Linked DNA regions of Ovis aries: regions 1 and 2 are each linked to region 3. The links are chromatin contacts, called in public Hi-C maps. All regions are on one chromosome and are shown on one strand. The core of a region is the stretch at or near the end of the contact, and the rest is flanking DNA. Distances in the headings are between cores, read along the strand shown.

Evidence for each region. A called contact is a pair of places that touch in the nucleus more often than the background predicts.
Region 1: a Hi-C map of retroperitoneal adipose tissue shows a contact between it and region 3, with 4 times the contacts expected there. The contact joins the promoter of TEKT5 here to the enhancer-like site in region 3. A contact is called at or near these places in 12 of 16 Hi-C or Micro-C datasets (blood, hypothalamus, liver and 6 more).
Region 2: a contact with region 3 is called in a Hi-C map of liver, with 4 times the contacts expected there. The contact joins the promoter of NUBP1 here to the enhancer-like site in region 3. A contact is called at or near these places in 8 of 16 Hi-C or Micro-C datasets (blood, hypothalamus, liver and 2 more).

Annotation. Positions count from the first base shown.
Region 1 is chr24:9,936,903-9,939,852 of ARS-UI_Ramb_v3.0, reverse strand. It overlaps TEKT5 (tektin 5), which reads left to right and starts at 1,335. Exons shown (of 7, transcript XM_004020767.4): 1 at 1,335-1,910. The coding sequence starts at 1,335.
Region 2 is chr24:9,962,445-9,965,174 of ARS-UI_Ramb_v3.0, reverse strand. It overlaps NUBP1 (NUBP iron-sulfur cluster assembly factor 1, cytosolic), which reads right to left and starts at 1,306. Exons shown (of 10, transcript XM_042240717.1): 1 at 1,265-1,306; 2 at 1,081-1,185. The coding sequence starts at 1,283.
Region 3 is chr24:9,778,504-9,781,282 of ARS-UI_Ramb_v3.0, reverse strand. No RefSeq gene overlaps it. Among named protein-coding and RNA genes, the nearest start is that of EMP2, 76 kb to the left of the region's middle. Within about 2 kb of position 1,387, at least 7 of the 54 cell types and tissues checked have an H3K27ac peak or open chromatin away from gene starts, as enhancers often do. A contact at or near this core is called in liver, where this site is marked.

The sequences.
Region 1 (2,950 bases), core at 86-2,585, 160 kb before region 3:
CCTCAAAAGGGAGAAGGGACCCCACAAATCAATCACCCCTCTTGTTGAATACCTTGAGACTTTATTGCGGCTCCCACCAACCAGGGAGGGGAGGAAGTTTCTTGATGGAATAAAAGTATTGGTATAGAATGGAAGGTTGAACGCTTTTTCTGGAATAATGAAACCCTCAGCCTAGACTCGCATTCATCCATTTAGTCCTGTGTTGGGTGCTGTGAGTTAACGGTGAAGCCAATCAGACATGGCAGAGCCCTGCCAATGAGGTCACAACCCCTCCCCCACCTCCTTATTAAGTTCAGGTTTGGTGAAGTATAATTTACATACAGTAAAAACCACTCTTTTTTGTTGCTCAGTTACTCAGTTGTGTCTGACTCTTTGTGACTCCATGGACTGCAGACCCTAGGCTGTCCTTCACTATCTCCCAGAGTCTCTTCAAACTCATGTCTATTGAATCGGTGGTGCCACCCAACCATCTCATTCTCTGTTGTCCCTTTCTCCTCCTGCCTTCAATCTTTCCCAGCATCAGGGTCTTTTTCCAGTGAGTCAGTTTTTCGCATCAGGTGGCCAAAGTATTGGAGCTTCACCCTTTCTAGTGGGTGGTTCTATGGGTTTTGACAGATAGTTGCATAACCCCCATCACCATCAAGATATAGAACAGTGCTGTCATCATTCCCAAATTTTCTCCCTCCCCTTCTGGTCAATCTCTCTCTCACCGCCAGCCCCGTCGACCTGTCTTCTGTCCACATGGATCTACCTTTTCCAGAATGTCGTGTAGATGGGATCATACAGGATGTGAGTCTAGCTGCTTCCACTGAGCTTAATCCTGCTCTTTTGTGTTCCAAGAGCTCATTCTGTTTTCTTACCCCTGAGTGGTATCCCATGATGTGCATGGGCCACTCTGGTGCCATCCTGGGGACAAAGAGAGAAGGGAAACAACTAGCTTTGACCGCCTTGACCCTGAGTTGATTGGATGTACTGGAGTGGACCACATTCTCCCATAGGCAGAGTTAAGTGTGGAAAGGCAGATTTGATTATTTATTGAAAATATACAAATGCCATCTCTTGCACCTCCAACTCTTGTAGACTGAAAAACTCATTCATGCTGTTGGTTGTCTTGTCTGTGTTTCTCTTGGGATGCCATGGCCCCAGCAGGGGGTAAGTGAGCCGTGGGGTGGGGGGTATGTGGCCCCAGGAGGGCATCACTCCCTCAGGCTTTATGACAACAGTGCCAGAGTCATAGAGGCCCTGCCCATCCCTAAGAGAAGCCCCTTCCCCTTCCTGTGGTGCCCTGGCCTCCCCAGGGTAGACTTTTGCCCTAGCGGGGCTGATGGGGGAAGATGGAGTTTCTTGGAACGACTCAGACTGCCACTTACTGTGGTCCCAAGAAACCCTGTGGTGGGAGCGCGCTGCCCCCGGTGGCGTCCGGCCCGACCATCCAGGAGTGCTACCAGCCCTACTATTTGCCAGGGTACCGCTACCTCAATGCTTGGAGACCCAGCCTCTTCTACAGGGTGGCCAACGCCCAGACCTGCCTGGACGAGGCGGCCACCTGCCGCAGCGCCCTGCGGCCACCCACCATCCTGCCGGCAGGCCGCTCCGCCCTCTTCTGTCGCTACAGTCCCCAGGACTGGGACCGGTCCAACCGGCTGCAGTTATGTGGGGCCGAGGCCTCGCGGCTCTGGGCCGGCCGGATGACGGGCGACTCCATGCGGCTCATGCAGGACAAGGATCAGCTGACGCGCCAGATGCAGGAGGGGACCTGCCGGAACCTGGGCCAGAGGCTGTCGGACATCGGCTTCTGGAAGTCGGAGCTGAACTACGAGCTGGAGAGGCTTCTGAACGAGAACCACAGCTTGGATGCCATCAAGAGGCGGCTGGAGTGCGCGGCTGAGGAGCTGAGGTGCCCATTGCAGGTGAGCGTGGAGCAGGGAGGGGATCCTGGGGGTGCCTGGGATGTCAGCCCTGCGGTACAGTCCTACACACCCCTCTTGATTGAAGGTCAAGGTGACAGGCATCTTGTAGCTCTGTTTGAGCTGCATCACCACCTATCAGTTCAGTTCAGTCGCTCAGTCATGTCCAACTCTTGGTGACCCCATGGACCGCGGCATGCCAGGCCTCCCTGTCCAACATCAACTCCTGGAGTTTACTCAAACTCATGTCTACCGAGTCAGTGATGCCATCCAACTATCTCATCCTCTGTTGTCCCCTTCTCCTCCCGCCTTCAATCTTTCCCAGCATCAGGGTGGGAAACTCATTTTCCAATGAGTCAGTTCTTCACATCAGGTGGCCAAAGTATGGGAGTTTCAGCTTCAACATCAGTCCTTTCAATGAACATTCAGGACTGATTTCCCTTAGGATGGACTCGCTGGATCTCCTCACTGTCCAAGGGACTCTCAAGAATCTTCTCCAACACCACAGTTCAAAAACATCATTTCTTCGGTGCTCAGCTTTCTTTATAGTCAAACTCTCACATCCATACATGACTACTGGAAAAACCATAGCTTTGACTGGATGGACCTTTGTTGGCAAAGTAATGTTTCTGCTTTTTAATATGCTGTCTAGGTTGGTCATAGCTTTTCTTCCAAGGAGCAAGTGTCTTTTAATTTCAGGGCTGCAATCACCATCTGCAGTGATTTTGGAGCCCCCCAAAATAAAGTTGCTCACTGTTTCCCCATCTATTTAGTGATGGGACCAGATGCTGTGATCTTAGTTTTCTGAATGTTGAGTTTTAAGCCAACTTTTTCACTTTCCTCTTTCACTTTCATGAAGAGGCTCTTTAGTTCTTCTTTGCTTTCTGCCATAAGGATGGTGTCATCTGCATATCCAAGGTTATTGATATTTCTCCTGGCAATCTTGATTCCAGCTTGCGCTTCATCCAGCCCAGCATTTCTCATGATAAGTTAACTCATGATAAGTTAATTCTGCATATAAGTTAAATAAACAGGGTGACAAT
Region 2 (2,730 bases), core at 57-2,556, 180 kb before region 3:
CCACAAAGCTACCAGCACATCTGAGAGTTCCTTACTTCTTGGTTTACTCATTTGTCTCCTCTACTAGAACATAAAGTCCATGAAGCAGGGAACTCAGCAGTGTTCATACTATATTCCCAAGTCCAGAACACAGCTCTGAATGCAGCAGTGATTCCCAACCTAGGGGTAAACCCCACCAGGATGCATTTGGCAGCATCTTGGGATATTTTTGGTTGCCACAGGAAGGCATGCTGCCCACACGTAGTGAGTAGAGGCCAGGAATGCTGCTAAATGTCCTACGATGTTCAGGGCAGAGACACACAACAAAGAATTATCCAGCCCTGAATGTCAGGAGTGCTGGGAGCGAGATACTGACAAATACTGCAGGCACTTAGTACCTGTCACCGATAACCATTATTATTACACATTTATAATACTATGCCTTCAGTACTTCCTCCTAGTTCAAATCCTTAAAACACTGTTTTTCCCCAGTTTGATGTGGAAACGGAGGGTCAGAGAAGTTAAGGCTTAAAAATGAGACAGATGACTTCATCTGTCTCAATCACAGCTGTGTACCCAGCACAGAACACTGTGCCTTCAAGTGAATGATTCATACTTCTGTTGAATTCATGGGAGAAGCGCTCCTCAAAAAGGAAGGAAATTTTGTCCAAAGAAAACAGCTAGCAGAGCTAGGATTTAAGCCCAAGCTCCCTGACTTCAAAGTTTATACCCTATTCAGGTTGGTGCCACCCTCCTTCCGACCAATTCCACTTGCTGTCACTCAAACTTTCCGCCCCACCCCTCACCCTGCCTACCTTCACCCCTGCCCCGCCCCTCCCGAGACCCCTTTGGACCCCACGCCAGTCACTGAGTCAGGCTCCGCCCCGACCCCGCCAATTTTTCCCACGTTCTTCCCGTCCGGGCTCCGCTTCTGTCACTCATTCCTCAAGCCCCGCCCCTTAACTGCAGAGGTTTCCCCACGCCCGCCTCCTCTGGGCCCCGACCCTGTCACTCATCTCTACCCCCTCCCACTGCACCCACGCCCCGCCTCTTCCGGAATAGTGCCTTTCACTTCCCATTCAAGCCTTGCCCCTTTCTCACCCGGGTCCGAGGCAGCACCAGCTCCAGAAGCGCAGAGCCGCTGATTGGGGCACCCCTGACATGAGGCTCCTCGACCTGCCTGGGCACTGTCGGCCCCTGGACAGTCTGCGCGGAGACAAGATCACAGTTAGAATGGCTCCTCTCCTTTCAGCTCCCCCTACCCGAGCCCCCTCCGCGCGCTCACCGTGAGGCACCTCCTCCATTCTGCTGCTCTGGACGCTTACGCGGTCACCGGAAACCGCGGTTGCATATTTCCGTCTCGTGGTGCTCAATCTGACCCTCCAGCTGCGCGAAATAAGTCTCCGAAAGAGGACTCTGCGCACGCGCAAACCCTGTGTGGCAGGTGCTTAGGGCGGTTTTCTGTTCCTTTTAAAACTGAGCCTCAGTTATCCATCCTAAATACTTCAGCGTGTCTGCTAGAAACAAAGGGGTTGCCCTACATCAATGCCATTTTCATACCCAAGAGATTTGATTGACGCAAAGCTGTTAGCTTATATACACTTTTATTTTCAAGTTAAGGAGGAGCCTGCCATCCTCGCTCCCCCAACCCCCTTGATTAAATTCAGGTTAAAGTTTTTAGCAGAATGCACTTGAAGTTGTAGCGCAGCAGGAAGCGCATGATACCAGTTGGTCCCATTACTGGTGATATTAGGGCTTGATCACTTAATAAAGATGTTGTGTGCTCAAATAGAAACATGTCAGGGAATGGTACCATTTCCATTTGTAATTAGTACAGACTTTGTGGGTGACATGTTGAGGTCACTTGAATATCTTGTTCTCAATCAACCTTTCACCCAGTGGTTTTAGCCTCATTCTTTGCCCGGTGGCAGGGAGGAAAGCGTCTACTGTTCTCTAACCTTCCCCTCCCTACTGCTCACAAGGCTGTAAGAATGATGGTGAAGTAAAACAAAATCAAACACAGCTTCTCTCAGCGTTGTGCCAGGTCTCCTCCTCTCCCGGCCAAACGCCTCTGCTTCACCTGGGATGGGAGTTTCCATCTGTTGTGTTTGGGAACAGAAGGCTGGAAGCCAGGCGGCAAAGCAGATTCCCCGGGCCCATCCCTGACCTACTTAATCAACAGCTAGAGGGATGAGCCTGGGAATCTGCATCTTCACATTCTCACCAGATGGTAATGACATCCACTAAAGTTTGAGAACCACTTCTTACCACGAGCACTCCTCAAGACTCTTTTCTTGGACCACTTTTAGTGGAACTTTCCACATCCTCTGATAGCCCATATGAAACATTCCCCAGTCTCCAGCCCCTATTTCTCACTAAGTTCAAACCCAGGTATCTCAATTGATGCCTATTGGATTTTACTGCATGGATGTCCTGTGAGCATGACAAACACGTCCACAGCTTTCTCCTCAAACTAGTTCCTGTCTCTGGAGCTCTCATCTCAGAGACTGATGCTACCCCTGCTGAAGCACTCAAGTCATCAGCCTGAGCACCAGCCTCCTTTAGTTCTTTCTGTCTCCCCTGTGAAAGTGAAGTGAAGTTGCTCAGTCGTGTCGGACTCTTTTCGACCCGTGGACTGTAGCCCACCAAGCTCCTCCATCCATGGGATTCTCCAGGCAAGAATACTGGACTGGGTTACCATTTCCTTCTCCATGTATCAGTTAGCAATTGCTGCATAACAAATTATCCAGA
Region 3 (2,779 bases), core at 138-2,637:
TGCGAAATGCTGGGCTGGACAAAGCACAAGCTGGAATCAAGATTGCCAGGAAAAATATCAATAATCTCAGATATGCACATGACACCACCCTTTTGGCAGAAAGCAAAGAAGAACTAAAGAGCCTCTTGAAAGTGAAAGAGGAGAGTGAAAAAGTTGGCTTAAAACTCAACATTCAAAAAACTAAGATCATGGCATCCGGTCCCATCACTTCATGGCAAATAGATGGGAAAACAATGGAAACAGTGACAGACTTTATTTTCTTGGACTCCAAAATCACTGCAGATGGTGACTGCAGCCATGAAATTAAAAAATGCTTGCTCCTTGGAAGGAAATCTATGACCAACCTGCTGCTGCTAAGTCGCTTCAGTCATGTCCGACTCTGTGCAACCCCATAGATGGCAGCCCACCAGGCTCTGCCGACCCTGGGATTCTCCAGGCAAGAACAGTGGAATGAGTTGCCGTTCCTTCTCCAATGCATGAAAGTGAAAAGTGAAAGTGAAGCCACTTAGTCATGTCCGACTCTTAGTGAACCCATGGACTGCAGCCTACCAGGCTCCTCCATCCATGGGATTTTCCAGGCAAGAGTACTAGAGTGGCTTGCCATTGCCTTCTCTGAAAGAAAGCTGAGCACCAAAGTATTGATGCTTTTGAACTGTGGTTTTGGAGAAGACTCTTGAGAGTCCCTTGGACTGCAAGGAGATCCAACAAGTCCATCCTAAAGGAAATCCGTCCTGAATATTCATTGGAAGGACTGATGCTGAATCTGAAACTCCAATACTTTGGGCACCTGATGCAAAGAAGTGACTCACTAGAAATGACCCTGATGCTGGGAAAGACTGAAGTCAGGAAGAGAAGGGTTCGACAGAGGATGAGATGTTTGCATGACGGCACCAACTCGATGGACATGAGTCTGAGCAAGCTCCAGGAGTTGTTGATGGGCAGGGAAGCCTGGCATGCTGCAGTCCATGGCGTCACAAAGAGCTGGACATGACTGAGCAACTGAACTGACTGGAACTGTCTCTGGAGCTTTGCTGGTGGCTCCACATGCAACACAGGAGCCACTGGAGATGTGGGTTTGATCCCTGGGGTGGGGAGATACCCTGGAGGAGGGCATGATAGCCCCCTCCAGTATTCTTGCCTGGAGAATCCCATGGACAGAAGAGCCTGGTGGGCTACAGTTCATAGGGTTGCAAAGCGTCGAACATGACTGAAGCAAGTTAGCTCGCACGCACAAACTGTCTCCAGACATTGCTAGATGTCCCCTGGGGAGGGAAGGCAAAATTGCCCCCAGCTGGGAGCCACCTCTGCTCTAGGGCTTTATATACCAGGAAATACAGTAATTGGCCTCCATGAGGAGGTGGCCAGAGCCCACAACAGGTCACAGCATTGGAGGGAACAGGGTGAAGCCAGTGGCAGCCTGCCACACCGTGGGCCTGACCTGTCCGAGCGGTACAGGATGTTCCTGGTCCCGAGGCTGAAACTGCACATTAGCTCAACATTTATCATCAGCTAGAACAAACAGAGGCCAGAGGAACCAGGAAAGAAGGGCCTCTCCGTGTTTATAGAAGGACAGCAGTGTAATTCCAAAGGTGAATGGCACACGGGAGAGGAAAGCGACGTGTAACTGGACCTTGGCACAGGGCTCCCTGAAATATAGTAGCTTTTTTTTGGCCAGGAGGGGAAGTTCAGTTGCCAGGATGTGCTGCCCGTGTCGTGCAGAGAGGAAGGCCGCTGGAGCCGAGTTCAGCATCCGCGTTCCTGCCCTGACCCTGAGTTGGAGACGCGGGACGGGGTGTGACGAGGCGGCCGCCACATCTCTGCCTTCTTAGCTGTGCTTCGGTTTGCATTTCCTTGAAGCCTGTTGGTGGTGCTCAGTTGCTGAGCCTGAGCCTGAGCCTGGCCTCCAGCACGCCAGGCTCCCCTATCCTTCACTGTCTCCCGGAGTTTGCTCAGATTCATGTCCATGGAGCTAGTGATGCTGTCTCACCTGACGCCTGCTTTCCCTCTCTGTCATCCGCTGTCATCCTGGGATGGCTGGTCTTTTGTTCCCAAATAAAAGGTCCCCTAAAGGCCCCCAGATGTTCTTAGAATGAAGTGCGACATCCAGAAGTATCTCACTAGGACCAATGAGACCTGTATGCCAATGCTTCCTGGTGATCTGGTCCCCGCGTTTCCCTGCGGTGTGACCTCAGGCAAGACGCTTGATGTCTCTGGGCCTCTGCTGTCTGTAAAATGGGAGCAGCCATGGCAGCAACAGCAGGGGGGCCTACACCCAGTGCTCGGTGAGGACTATTCGTCTCTTATGACGGTTCATCGGGCCAAGCCCACTTACCTAGTAAGCAGCAGACTTGAGGCTTGAAATTAGATTTTCCGACTCCAGATCCTGTGTTCTCAAACCTGCCATATGCCAGAACCACTTGGGCAGCTTCTGAAGCCTGGATTCCACGGAGGTCGCCATCTCCTTGGTCTGGAGAGCAGCCAGGTGTGGAGGTTGTTGAGGATCTCCAGGGGATTTGAATATGCCACCTTGTGACTCAGGTCCAGTGGAATGAGAGTCAAGCTTGGGCAGAATCTGACCTCCCAGGGCTGGCTTTTCTCACAGAGCATAATGTCCTGCAGGTTCATCCATGCCGTAGCCTGTGACAAGATTCCCTTCACCCGAATAATATTCCATCCTATGGAAAACACCGTGTCTCCTTTCTCCACTCATCTTTCAGCAGGCATTTAGGTGGTTTCCATCTCTTGATGATGCTTACATGAGGTATTTTTAAACTCGTCA